Regions from separate parts of the Mus musculus genome. Here region 1 is linked to region 2. The links are chromatin contacts, called in public HiChIP or PLAC-seq maps. All regions are on one chromosome and are shown on one strand. The core of a region is the stretch at or near the end of the contact, and the rest is flanking DNA. Distances in the headings are between cores, read along the strand shown. Region 1 overlaps Als2 (alsin Rho guanine nucleotide exchange factor). Region 2 holds the start of Mpp4 (membrane protein, palmitoylated 4 (MAGUK p55 subfamily member 4)).

Region 1 (5,330 bases), core at 2,308-4,807, 34 kb before region 2:
AATCTTCATTTTTAAGCTATTGGCAGTTTAATGACTGCTTACCAGCACCTGGTATCTGAACCTTTGGCTCCTGTCTGCTGCTGTGAGCCCATACAACATGCCAGATTGCTGTTTATAAATGATATTTTATCCTTAATCTTTTTATTTTCTACCTGTTTTAGCTTGGATACATAAGCAGAGTAACAGCAGGAAAAGATAGCTATCTAGCCTTGGTGGATAAGAACATCATGGGATACATCGCCAGTCTCCATGAGTTGGCTTCTACAGAAAGACGGTTTTACTCAAAACTGAGCGAAATCAAATCACAGATACTTAGGCCTCTTCTCAGTTTAGGTAAGTTGATACCTCCCGCTGCCTGCACCCCCAGATCATCCGGGCTCTTGTTTTAGCTGTTCTTTCTGTATTGTCAAGAGGCATGTTTGTTTGTCTGCTCATTTGCTTTTGTAGACAGGGTGTCCTGTAGCCTCACTATGCAGCTGAGGAAGAGCTTGAACTCTTGTTCCTTTTGTCGCCACCATCCAGTTGCTGAGGCTGCAGGTGGAAGCTGCCATGCCTGCCTTTTTTTTTTTTTTTTAAAAAGATTTATTTATTGTTATATGTAAATACACTGTAGCTGAGAGGGTATCAGATCTCATTACAGATGGTTGTGAGCCACCATGTGGTTGCTGGGATTTGAACTCAGGACCTTCAGAAGAGCAGTCAGTGAGCCATCTCACCAGCCCATGCCTGCCTTTTTTATGGTTGGTTCTATGTTTGTTTGTTTGTTTAAGGCCCGGGCTGACCTCAGACAGTCAGTCTCACTACTACCTGGGACTATAAGGATGCACCACAGTGCCTTGCTTGCTTTAAGAAAGCTGTTTGTGTTAATGGTTTATTCCTCTACCCCACACCCCTATGCTCCAAGCAATTCACAGCTGTTTGCCTGGATGCCCCAACTCTGTCTTCATATTCCCCTGAGCTCCTTCTTCCTGTACCCATAGAGACTAGAGCTTTAGGAAGATGTGGCTGAAGAGAGAAGTATCTTCTTAGGGAAAGTTGTGCCTAGAAACTAGACTTGAGCAATACTTCTGCATCCTAGCTAGTCCTTACACACCTTATAGCTTCCACAGACTTTTTCCCCCTCATTTTTTTCTTACAGTTCCTAGAATCCTATCATTCATATATGTGAGTCAATTAACTAGATGTTTATTCGGTCACAGAGAGGAGTTAGAAGTGATGCAGTATGGCAGAGGAAGTAGTTCCCACAGTTCCTGGGCTGCCCCATCCTTGTGTCCAGGGTATTTGGGGTCTCTAGGACATTAGTAAGGCATACATAGTGAGGGCTGGGAGCTGGGCTAAATGATCAGCCCTTATCTCAAAAACAAACAGCCCTCTCAGCAAGCAAAACAACCTTTCCCTGTCCTGCCAGGTTTTCTAGGTTTGGCCCTGTACATGGACAACAGAGATGGGGCTTTCTCTCTTTCTCTTACCCCATAGCCAGTGTTAGGGCTCAGGATTTAAGCTAATGGTCCAGCACGTTAGTTTCACCCTTGTAAGGAAATGCAGGCTTGTGTGCTGAGCTCATTGTTTCTAGTGGAAAAATACCTACTGTACCAGCTAACTCAGCAATTTGCTTTTGTTTATTTGGATTTTGTTTGCTCTTTAGTTTTTGAATTAGGGTCTTACGTATCCTCATTAGCCTTCAAGTCTCCAAGGATGATTGAACTTGCATTCCTCATGCCTCCTGAATACTGCAGCTATAGGCTTGGACCACCACTTCTGACTAATGTAACTGTATTTGCGAATACAGTCCCTATGTAACTTGAGGATTTTTATTTTTTGTCTGTAATCTGTTTTGCTTTGTAAGGGTTATAGAGCCCCTGTTGTGTGGGCTCTCAGGAATTATGGGATTTGGGCAAGAGAAAGAAGCAACAGGGACTTCCTGGGTTGTTTTGAAGAAAGGGGAGTCTACTGACTGACCAGGTCTTGATTTCTCTGTTGGTCTTTGTTATTTTCTTCTTCAGCCTCATTGCTAGAAATGAGGAACTGCAGCCTAGGAAAGTCAGATAATTAGCTGTGCCCTAAAATTTAGAGTGACCTAGGCCACCTGAAGTGTAAGTTACCTGTGTGCTGAAGAATTGGGCTTCTCCCTGGGTCAAGTGCATCAGCAGCCAATGCAAAAAGTTTAAGATGCTAAATAAGAGCAGAGCCCAAACAAGCTTAGTTGCTAGAGCTGGCATGCTCAAGGCCCTGAGTCAGTTCCCAGCCCTGCATAAGTCAGGGCATGGTAGTATATTCTTGTAACCTAGCTTGTAGGAGGGAGAATCAGAGGATATGAAAGTTCAAAGTCATCTTAAAAAAGAAAAATATCTATTTGTAAGAGTGAATTTAATTCTTGGTTGCTACCCTGTTACCACTGTGTGAAATTAAATTATTCATTTCTCTCCTTTTGTTTTACATTACCTATTTTCAAATTTTAACAGGTATTAGTTTCATTGGATTCCCAATTTAGCTGTTATTATTTTTCAAAAAAAAAAAAAAAAAAACACCTGGGAAACTTAAAAGAAACATCCATCCTGAGATGCTAATACCAAATCAGTCATCTGACAGTTCCTATAGATAAGGTCATAAGTATGGCTTATGTGCACATGTGAGCCCAGAGGAGAACACTGGGTTCTTCTGTCACTCTCTGTCTTACTCCTTTGGTTCAGGGTCTCATACTGAACCTGGAGCTCACTAGTTTTTAGCTAGACTGGTGGTAGCAAGCTCTGGGATCCTCCTGCCTCCCAACATCCATTTCCACTTGAGGTTGTAGGTCAGGTCTTCCTATTTGCACTTTTAACTACTGAGCCATCTCAGGGATTACCGAAGTTGATTTTTGTAATGTTTTTGGAAGTGGTTTGCGTTCCATAGATTAGAACTTGTTTCAACAGAGTAAGTATTCTCAGAAAGAGCAAACTCGTAAGAAAGCATTTGGTTTTCATGTTATCATTTTGTTGTAGAAAATTTGGGCACAGTGACCACTGTCCAGCTGTTGCAGGAAGTTGCCAGCCGGTTCAGCAAGTTGTGTTACCTCATTGGGCAGCATGGAGCCTCACTAAGCAGCTACCTACAGGGCATGAAGGAAGCCAGCAGCCTGGTCATCATGAAGCACTCAAGTCTTTTCCTGGACAGCTACACAGAGCAAGTATCTGTCCCATGTCATGTGCAGTCACAATCTGCAAGGGGAGTCTCTCCTCAGTCAGAGGAGAGTGGACAGGGACAGTGCTGCCAGGCAGGAGAACTGAGAAGCAGTGCTACCTTAGCCAGCCATAGTTTTGCAGTGCTCAAATTCAGTCTTCTTCCTTAAGGGGAAAGGGGTAACAACGAGTTCTCGTATTCCCTTCTGTTATGATCTGGAATGTCGCATGGCTTCAGAAGGACCACGCCAGGCCAGATAGTTCCACGTGAGGTTTATTGGGAGAGAGAGGAGTAAGGTGGCGGCAGAAAGAGAAGGGGGGGAAGGGAGGGAGAGGGGAGAGAGAGATCAGGGGAGCCTTTCTTTATATATGAGTGATGATGTAATCACAGGTGAAGGTGGGAAATGAGCCAAGTGGATTCTGGGAGTATGGTGGCTGTTGCCTTGGCAACAGGTGTTCAGGTCCCACCTATGTGATATCACAGGTCTTGGAGGTCCTGATACCAACACTTTCTATGTCCAGCAGCAGGTGATAGCATACTTTATTTACACACAGTATTCTGTCATAAGTCTGCTTGTTTTGTTTACTTAAGGAAATTATACCAAAATATGAGGAAATAAAGAACAAACTCATTTACAGCTGTGAGTGTGAAGCTGTTCTGAGCCTGCTTTTAACTGCTGTGTGATGGGACACTGCAGCTACGTTTAACATAACCGTGCCTTCTGTGTGACTCCAAGGCTGGTTGACTACGCAAGGTTCTTTGCATGTTTGTAAGAAAAATGTACCAAGTATATTTGTAAACTATTTCTCGTTTTTTCTTGATTTTTATTTTGGTATGATGGAGGCATTAATTTAAGTGTTATTTTAATGTAGACCAGGTGACACTGTTAGTTTGAAGTATGTGTTGTTTTTATACGTAGTTCATTTATTCTCCATCCATCTGACAGAAACGGACCCAGTGTCAGCAAGTGCCAGGCACTGCACAGAGTTACAGCGTGGGGTCAGTGAGAAACACCTGTTGTGGGGAGTTCCTGTCATGCCCGTGGTTTCCTTGGGCTATAAATATCCCAAGGACTAATGAATGCGTGTTTATTATCGAAAGCTACAGGCAGTGCTAATCAAAAGGATATTTAAAGTTGCCCTTTCCTCCCTACCAATTGAAATAACCTCCTGCAGTTACCTTAGGATTTTCCTTTCAAACTTAGTGTAAGTGACTTCAGCCCCAGGCAAATTAAATTTACTGGAAGCTGTTGTCTAGGAAGAAATATCTTTACTTTAGTCTTCTAACTCATTAAACTTAAAAAAAAAAAGATAGAACTTGACACTAGTTTATTTTTACAATTAGACTTTGTTATCTGCGTGAAGTTTCAGCTTCATTGTGCAGTTTTCTGTTTTTGTCTTGTACTTACCACCATCCCTCCATTTCCTTTTCTTTCTATTACTTACGGCCTTTTGCTTTAAAAAGCAGTTTTTGATACCTTGGCTACTGTTTAAAGTGGAATAACTATTCCTATAGGTAAGATAAATAAAACTAACTTACATCTTAAAGGACTTTACCACAGTGGCTCCTGTTTTGGAAGACTCTCTGTCCCCGTCAGTATCAGTTGCGTGCTAGTCCAAGAGTATGAAGAGAGCCTTCCTGTTCAGAGGAGCTTGCCTCCTCCCTCCATTTGCTCTAGAGCATTGGTTGTATTAATCAGCGTGTTCTGCTCTCAGCCCCCTACACCCCTAAGTGTTTTCACAGCCTTCACCATTCATTTTCTGACGATTTAATTGGAGAACTTGAAATGAAGATTAAATTTCCATTTAAAATCCTACAGTTTCAAGCATGTTTTCTCCAGCTTGTTTAGTTTGGAAGTCCTACCTGCCAGGCAGGTCTGAATGGCACAGTGCTTTTGAAGAAATCTCTTTATGTTACTGTCCCTACTGACCTTGCATTGATCACTCCCCTGTTGAATCTACCTGTTGTCTTCTTCATTAACATTGAGGTCACAAAGTTCTCACAGTCATGAAGAAGATTTCAGAAGTGACTGCATATGCACATGAAATTTCATTCCATCACTAATGCCTATGTGTCTGTTTTTTTTCCACCCAAGGTACTGCACATCAGTTTCAAATTTCCTGGTTATGGGAGGATTCCAGCTTCTTGCTAAGCCTGCCATGTAAGTACTC
Region 2 (5,373 bases), core at 2,423-4,922:
ACCTATACTGCCAGGCAATAAAATCTTATAAAAACACAGGTTTTAATATGAAGTCGTGTGTTATAGTCACATGAGTAGGCAGTCCCTAATGGTAAGGATAATGCTCATATTAGCAATACAGTACTGTAATTTCCATATCATAAAAGGAAACTAAAATTGGGAATACAAATTATTTAATAAATGTTTAAGAAAAGGTACTGTGGTTTTAGCAGTTTGGGAGGTAGGCTGAGGTAGAGAAGTGTAGGTGCTTTGGGGTTTGTAGAGCAAAGGAAGACGGGTCTGTGAAACCCTTAGGACTGAACATCAGGTTCCTGGCCCAAGTTAACTTTTTAACATTAATGTTTCTGTGTATAAACTGAGAAAGAGAAATAAAGAGCAAGCTGTAGTGACATGTCTACAGATTCTTCATAGTCCTGCTGGGAAGCCTTCGTTCCCAGGGAACATTAGTGAATGTCCATAAGGACATGCTCAGGCTCACTTAAAGCCATAGAAGGCCAGACTGAAGCGTGTGCCTAAAACACCAGCAGAAGTGTTCCGGTTCTACCCAGTGCTGGTGGGTTTATAGTGAGGCCCCTTTCCCACATTGCTGGTAACAGGGCAGCGAGCAGTTAGGCTGCTCTCTAAGAACAGTTACTAGAGACTGTCATGGCCAAGCGCTGGTGTGTTTGACTCAGGATCCCACTCCCTGGGATTTCTCCTAAGAAGTCAAGAGTGGAAATTGTGCACCACTCTGGTGTGTGAGTCCTAAGCACACAAGCACTTTGGGATCACTGCTTCTCAGAAATTCAGTCTTGGAAACTCTGACTTGCTGTGTGGTGTGTGGGGCTGCTCAGCCTTCGAGTAGTAAATGTGGACGAGCTCTGCTCACATTGTCCCGTGTACCCTCACACTTCCCAGTCACCAGTGAATGGTCTCATGTTAATCAGTAAAGACCGGTACACAGAGGAAATAGAGGGCAAGTGTTTGTTGTTGTTAGGCTACAGTAGCCATTGGCTGGAGAGAGCTTGGTGAGGTAGACAATGTGCCTTCAGTAAGGGATTGTTTTTTCCCAAGTCTTAAAGAAACTGAATCTGAATTTGTTTGGATTTTCAGGCCTGTTACTTCCAGATTCAGCGGGAGAAGCTTAACTAGGGCGCCTGACAGCTTGAGGACCGGATTATCTGCTGCGGAGGCTACAGCTATGGCACAGGCACCGACTGGAGGCTGATGGGGCAAAGAACAGTGTTGAATACAGAATGGACTTTTGTGCTATTTTGGTTGTAATTTCTGAGCCTTACTAATAATTAGAGCCCAGCATGGAAAACATACTGTATCATTCAAATGGAGACTGGAAAAGGAGATAGGGATAGAGTAGAGTCTTTGGCCTGTGCTGAGATCCACACACCTACTTAGAAAAGGAAACTGGTTACCCTTTCCTGTAGTGAAAGCTCTCAGCTCCATGCAGTTCCAGGAAACCTTTCCAGGAAAGCTGCTTAGATGAAAAGAAGTTGATGACTGTGTTTAAGCTCCTGGTTTGTCTAATTCCATTTGCAGTTACCCAATACCCTTTGGCAAGGAGCAGGTTTTACTTGAACTGAAGCAGCCATCCCTTGCCTTCCTAGACCTCTCCCAGGCACAAGTGCAGCATGCTACTTTGCTAGGGGTGGGGGTGGGGGAGAAGAAGTTTTAAACTGTAGTTTTAACCTTTTGTAAGCCCCTTTACCAAGGCATTTGTGGTCAGAGAGCTCCCACGGGGTGACTATGACATCCTGGTCCCCTCGTGGAATGCATCCACATAGGATCTTCTGCCTGCTGACTGAAAAGAACATAGGAATACACTGGAGTGCAAACACTGCCGTGCCAAGCTGCTCCAAACCTCACTGATCCGAGGCCCACTGCCTACCCAGGAGGCCCGTAAGCTTCTTAGCACAAGCTTTGTGTGGAGACTGAAGATCTGCACATGTGAGGAAGCAGGGAGCTACAGTGGCCCTCAGCCCAGTCTGCGGGTCTTCCCTCTACCTCACACTGAACTCAGAAGGGAAGGAAGGAGAGACGCACATGGGATTCTCCCACCTCAGAAGTATTGTGACAGCACCGCATAACCACGGTTTGCTCTTTTACAAGCAGCCTCACAAGTGTGGGTTGTGGGTGTGCGCTGGAGCAGTGCCACTCGTAGCTGTTTGGATACCACAGGTGCTCTTCTGTCTCATCTGCTGTACTCGGAGGCGAGCGCAGTGGCCTGACTCATGGGAAATGACTCAGCAGGCGGCAACTACTTTTGAAAAGGATCATGATTTCCGAGCTACTTTATAATCAAGACAAGCATTTGTTAACATACTGTTTTGGAATGTTGGCTGTAATGTAACAGCAGTTTTCATAATAAATGACATTCATCTCTACGAAGCTGTTCTATGACTGTGGAAGAAATGACATGGGGCAGACTGTACTTTAAAGAGTGCTCAGTTTACAGTATTCTTTCTCCACATTGTAATCCATGCCTCAGACCTCAGGAACCCCTGGGGTTTTTAATTCACTTAACTACTAGCCAATTTCTGGCAAAGAGCAAGTTAATTCTGATCCCGATAACCCAGAGACAAAGGTCTCCAAGGAAAACTGCTGCTGTGAGTAAGACAGTTGTGGGCTTTGTTTTTGTTTAGGGAAGGGCTAGAGGAACAGGTTTAGGAGGATAGCACTGTCCGCATCTCTCCGCCTACCGTCTTCTGCCAGGCCGAGCTGCTCCCTGTGGAGAGGGACCAACTCTTTCTCATTTCGCATATTTTTAGTTTGTGAGCCAAGACACAAATGCCAGATTTGGCTAGTAAAGCCAAAGTAATTGAACACCTACCTCCTTCAGAGAAAGATCAGGAGGGGCTAATAGTGGGAATGGATGGAAACTTGGACAATAGGACCAGAGAAATTCTCAAATGGCAGCATGCCATCTCACATCTCTGAGAACCCGTTGCAATTCAATCTTCTAATTTCAGTTTTAAGAGAAGCTGCCTAACCACTGTATTTTCCTCATTCTACACAGTTCTTGAGTTGCAGCTTAAAACAATAAATTTTCATGTGTGTGTGGAAAACCCTAAATCTCCAGGCACTGTCTGTGACTAGAAATACCAGCACCTATGTAACTCACAGCAGCCCTCAGCAGTGCCAGTCTGGGGGCTCCCTTTCCCTATCGGTGAATAGCTATAGTTTGCTGTGTCTGCGCTGGGACTCCAACCCAGAGCTTCCCGACTTTCCTCTACTCTTTCCCACTGCCTATGCCCCGCAGATGTGTTCTGCATTAGGCCTTGAAAAGCTGAAGTTAAGAAAAGTAAAAGCCTCTGGTGGGTGTAGTGGCACACCTTTGTAGTCTGAGCCCTTGAGGGTGGAGGAAGTTCAGTTATCCTTGGTTATACACACAGTTTGAGGCTACCGGGGCTACATAAGACTCTGTCTCAAAAAAAAAAAACAAACTAAAAGTAGGAAAGATTTGAAGGGGGGCGATTGGTGTTTGTTATCTGGAAACAGTCAACAGAAATATTAAGGGCTTGTATGGGAGTGTAGTACTCATGTGAGAGAAAGCTCACTGTGGTGGAGGATAATGTAAATGAGATGTTCCCTTGCAGGGACAGCTAGGGCTGCTGCGGAGGCTTAGAAGAGGTCCAGGGTTAGCCTGCAAGGGCAGGATTATGCCAAAGAGGATGCACAGAGCTTTTCTCTAGAGCATCAGGTGACTGGCAGCTAGCAGCCTCCTGGTGCTTCCTGCTTGCTTCTCTCTTGCCAGGAGCAACACTGTGTTTTCATCCTTGCAGGTAAGAGTCTGCTCGCAATGCCGCATTTCCAGAAGGCACCAGCAGCAGCTACAGATAATCGTGGGTAGTCTGTGTTAAAGTGGTTGACTGTCCTACAGTACCATCTCTTAAGCGTGGCACAGTGCGTTGTCAAAGAGTTCAAGTGAAACTGTCCCATCTTCTGTGAGGGCCTTGGATGCAGAGGAAGCCAGCAGGCCATTTCTCAGGGAGGGTTGCATATGGGCTTTTTCAAGATTTCCATATTGAAAAATACTTTAGAAAACAAGCCTAGTGGGTAAGAGGTCAGGACTTTGAATAGCAATTGTTTTAAAGCAGAAGGAAATGCTTTAAATGTTTTAATTATAATGTTTAATTACAATTTAATTGTGTGTGTGTGTACGCTTGTGTGCAAGTGTGCGCGCATGCGTTTGTGGAAGCCCTGGTGCTTGTGGAGGTCAGAGAACAACTGAAAACAGCTCCCTCCTACCATGTGGGTTCAAAGTCATCAGACTTGGCAGCGAATGCATTTCCTGCTGAGCTACCCCAGAGACCCAAAGCTGAATTTTAAGGTAATGCTGCGTACATTCCAGGTATTCATGGTGACCACTTGCTTTATAACACAGTTTTTAATTGCCTTTTCTTATTCCCTACCTCTTTACCCTATAAATCACCTGTCTAGAATCCTTCATTCTGGCGCAATTCAAACCAAGGCACTTAAACACATAAGGTTATTATTTAAATCCACATAGTGCCCCACCAGTAATAAAAAGGATAAGGTAAAGAAAGATATAGCTTAGCTGGTAGAATGCTTGTGTGGCATATGTGAAGTCCAGGGTTCAGTTCCCAGCACCACATAAACCATTTGTGGTCACACATGCCTGTCACACAACCCCAGCCCTTGGGAGGTGGAGACCGGAGGATGAGAGCATCTGGTGATCCTTGACTAGAGAGAAAGTCTGAGGCCAGCATGGACTACATGGGACTCTGTCACCAAACAAACAGGAAACCAACCAAAAGCAAGATAGCTGAAAACAGCTCCCTCCTACCATGTGGATACTGTGTATTTAAGCGTGTGAGTGTGGATAGATAGCACAGAAGCACACATGTGAGCCTACACAAAACCCTGAAAGGATGTAGCAACTTTGAATGCAGGAGTAAATAGACTCCAGGAGTGCTGTGCTGTAGTGGTTTCCTGAGTCACAAGCAGGATTAGCGCTGATAGAATGATTTTCTGATTTGGTAGACTACTTGGTAAGGTTTAATGTGCAATGTGTTAATTCTTCAATTATGATGGTAGCGTTTCTTCAAATTTATTGGTTTCTTGCAAACTATTTTGTGTTTGTAAGAAGAAACTTTGTTTGTTTGTTTGTTTTTGTGTTTTTTAAGACAGGGTTTCTCTGTGTAGCCCCAGCTGTCCTGTAACTCGCTCTGTAGACCAGTCTGGTCTTAAACTCACAGAATCACCTGCCTCTGCTTCCTGAGTGCTGGAATTAAAGGCGTGCGCCACCACTGCTTGAAAAGTTGAGTTATACATTCAGGTCATTCTGGGGTTGATTTATGTTTGTTTCTTCAGTGACATGAAGTTAGACACTTGCACATTCTGCAGGGACAGTGATTA

What was found. HiChIP or PLAC-seq counts read pairs in DNA pulled down with a chosen protein or histone mark.
Region 1: a contact with region 2 is called in an H3K27ac HiChIP or PLAC-seq map of the HPC-7 cell line, with 4 times the contacts expected there. The contact joins the enhancer-like site here to the promoter of Mpp4 in region 2. A contact is called at or near these places in 5 of 39 promoter capture datasets (the HPC-7 cell line, embryonic stem cells, macrophages and 1 more), 6 of 115 datasets of contacts at active chromatin or transcription factors (CD8 T cells, the HPC-7 cell line, the SCID.adh cell line and 2 more) and 3 of 9 other capture datasets (adipose tissue, liver and pancreatic islet).

What each region holds. Positions count from the first base shown.
Region 1 is chr1:59,194,023-59,199,352 of GRCm38.p6, reverse strand. It overlaps Als2 (alsin Rho guanine nucleotide exchange factor), which reads left to right. Exons shown (of 34, transcript NM_028717.6): 10 at 162-333; 11 at 2,982-3,162; 12 at 5,255-5,320. Among named protein-coding and RNA genes, the nearest start is that of Mpp4, 35 kb to the right of the region's middle. Within about 2 kb of position 3,557, at least 5 of the 459 cell types and tissues checked have an H3K27ac peak or open chromatin away from gene starts, as enhancers often do. A contact at or near this core is called in the HPC-7 cell line, where this site is marked.
Region 2 is chr1:59,159,935-59,165,307 of GRCm38.p6, reverse strand. Mpp4 (membrane protein, palmitoylated 4 (MAGUK p55 subfamily member 4)) reads left to right here and starts at 3,672. Exons shown (of 22, transcript NM_145143.3): 1 at 3,672-3,776. Als2 (alsin Rho guanine nucleotide exchange factor) reads left to right here. Exons shown (of 34, transcript NM_028717.6): 34 at 1,093-2,552. The coding sequence ends at 1,131.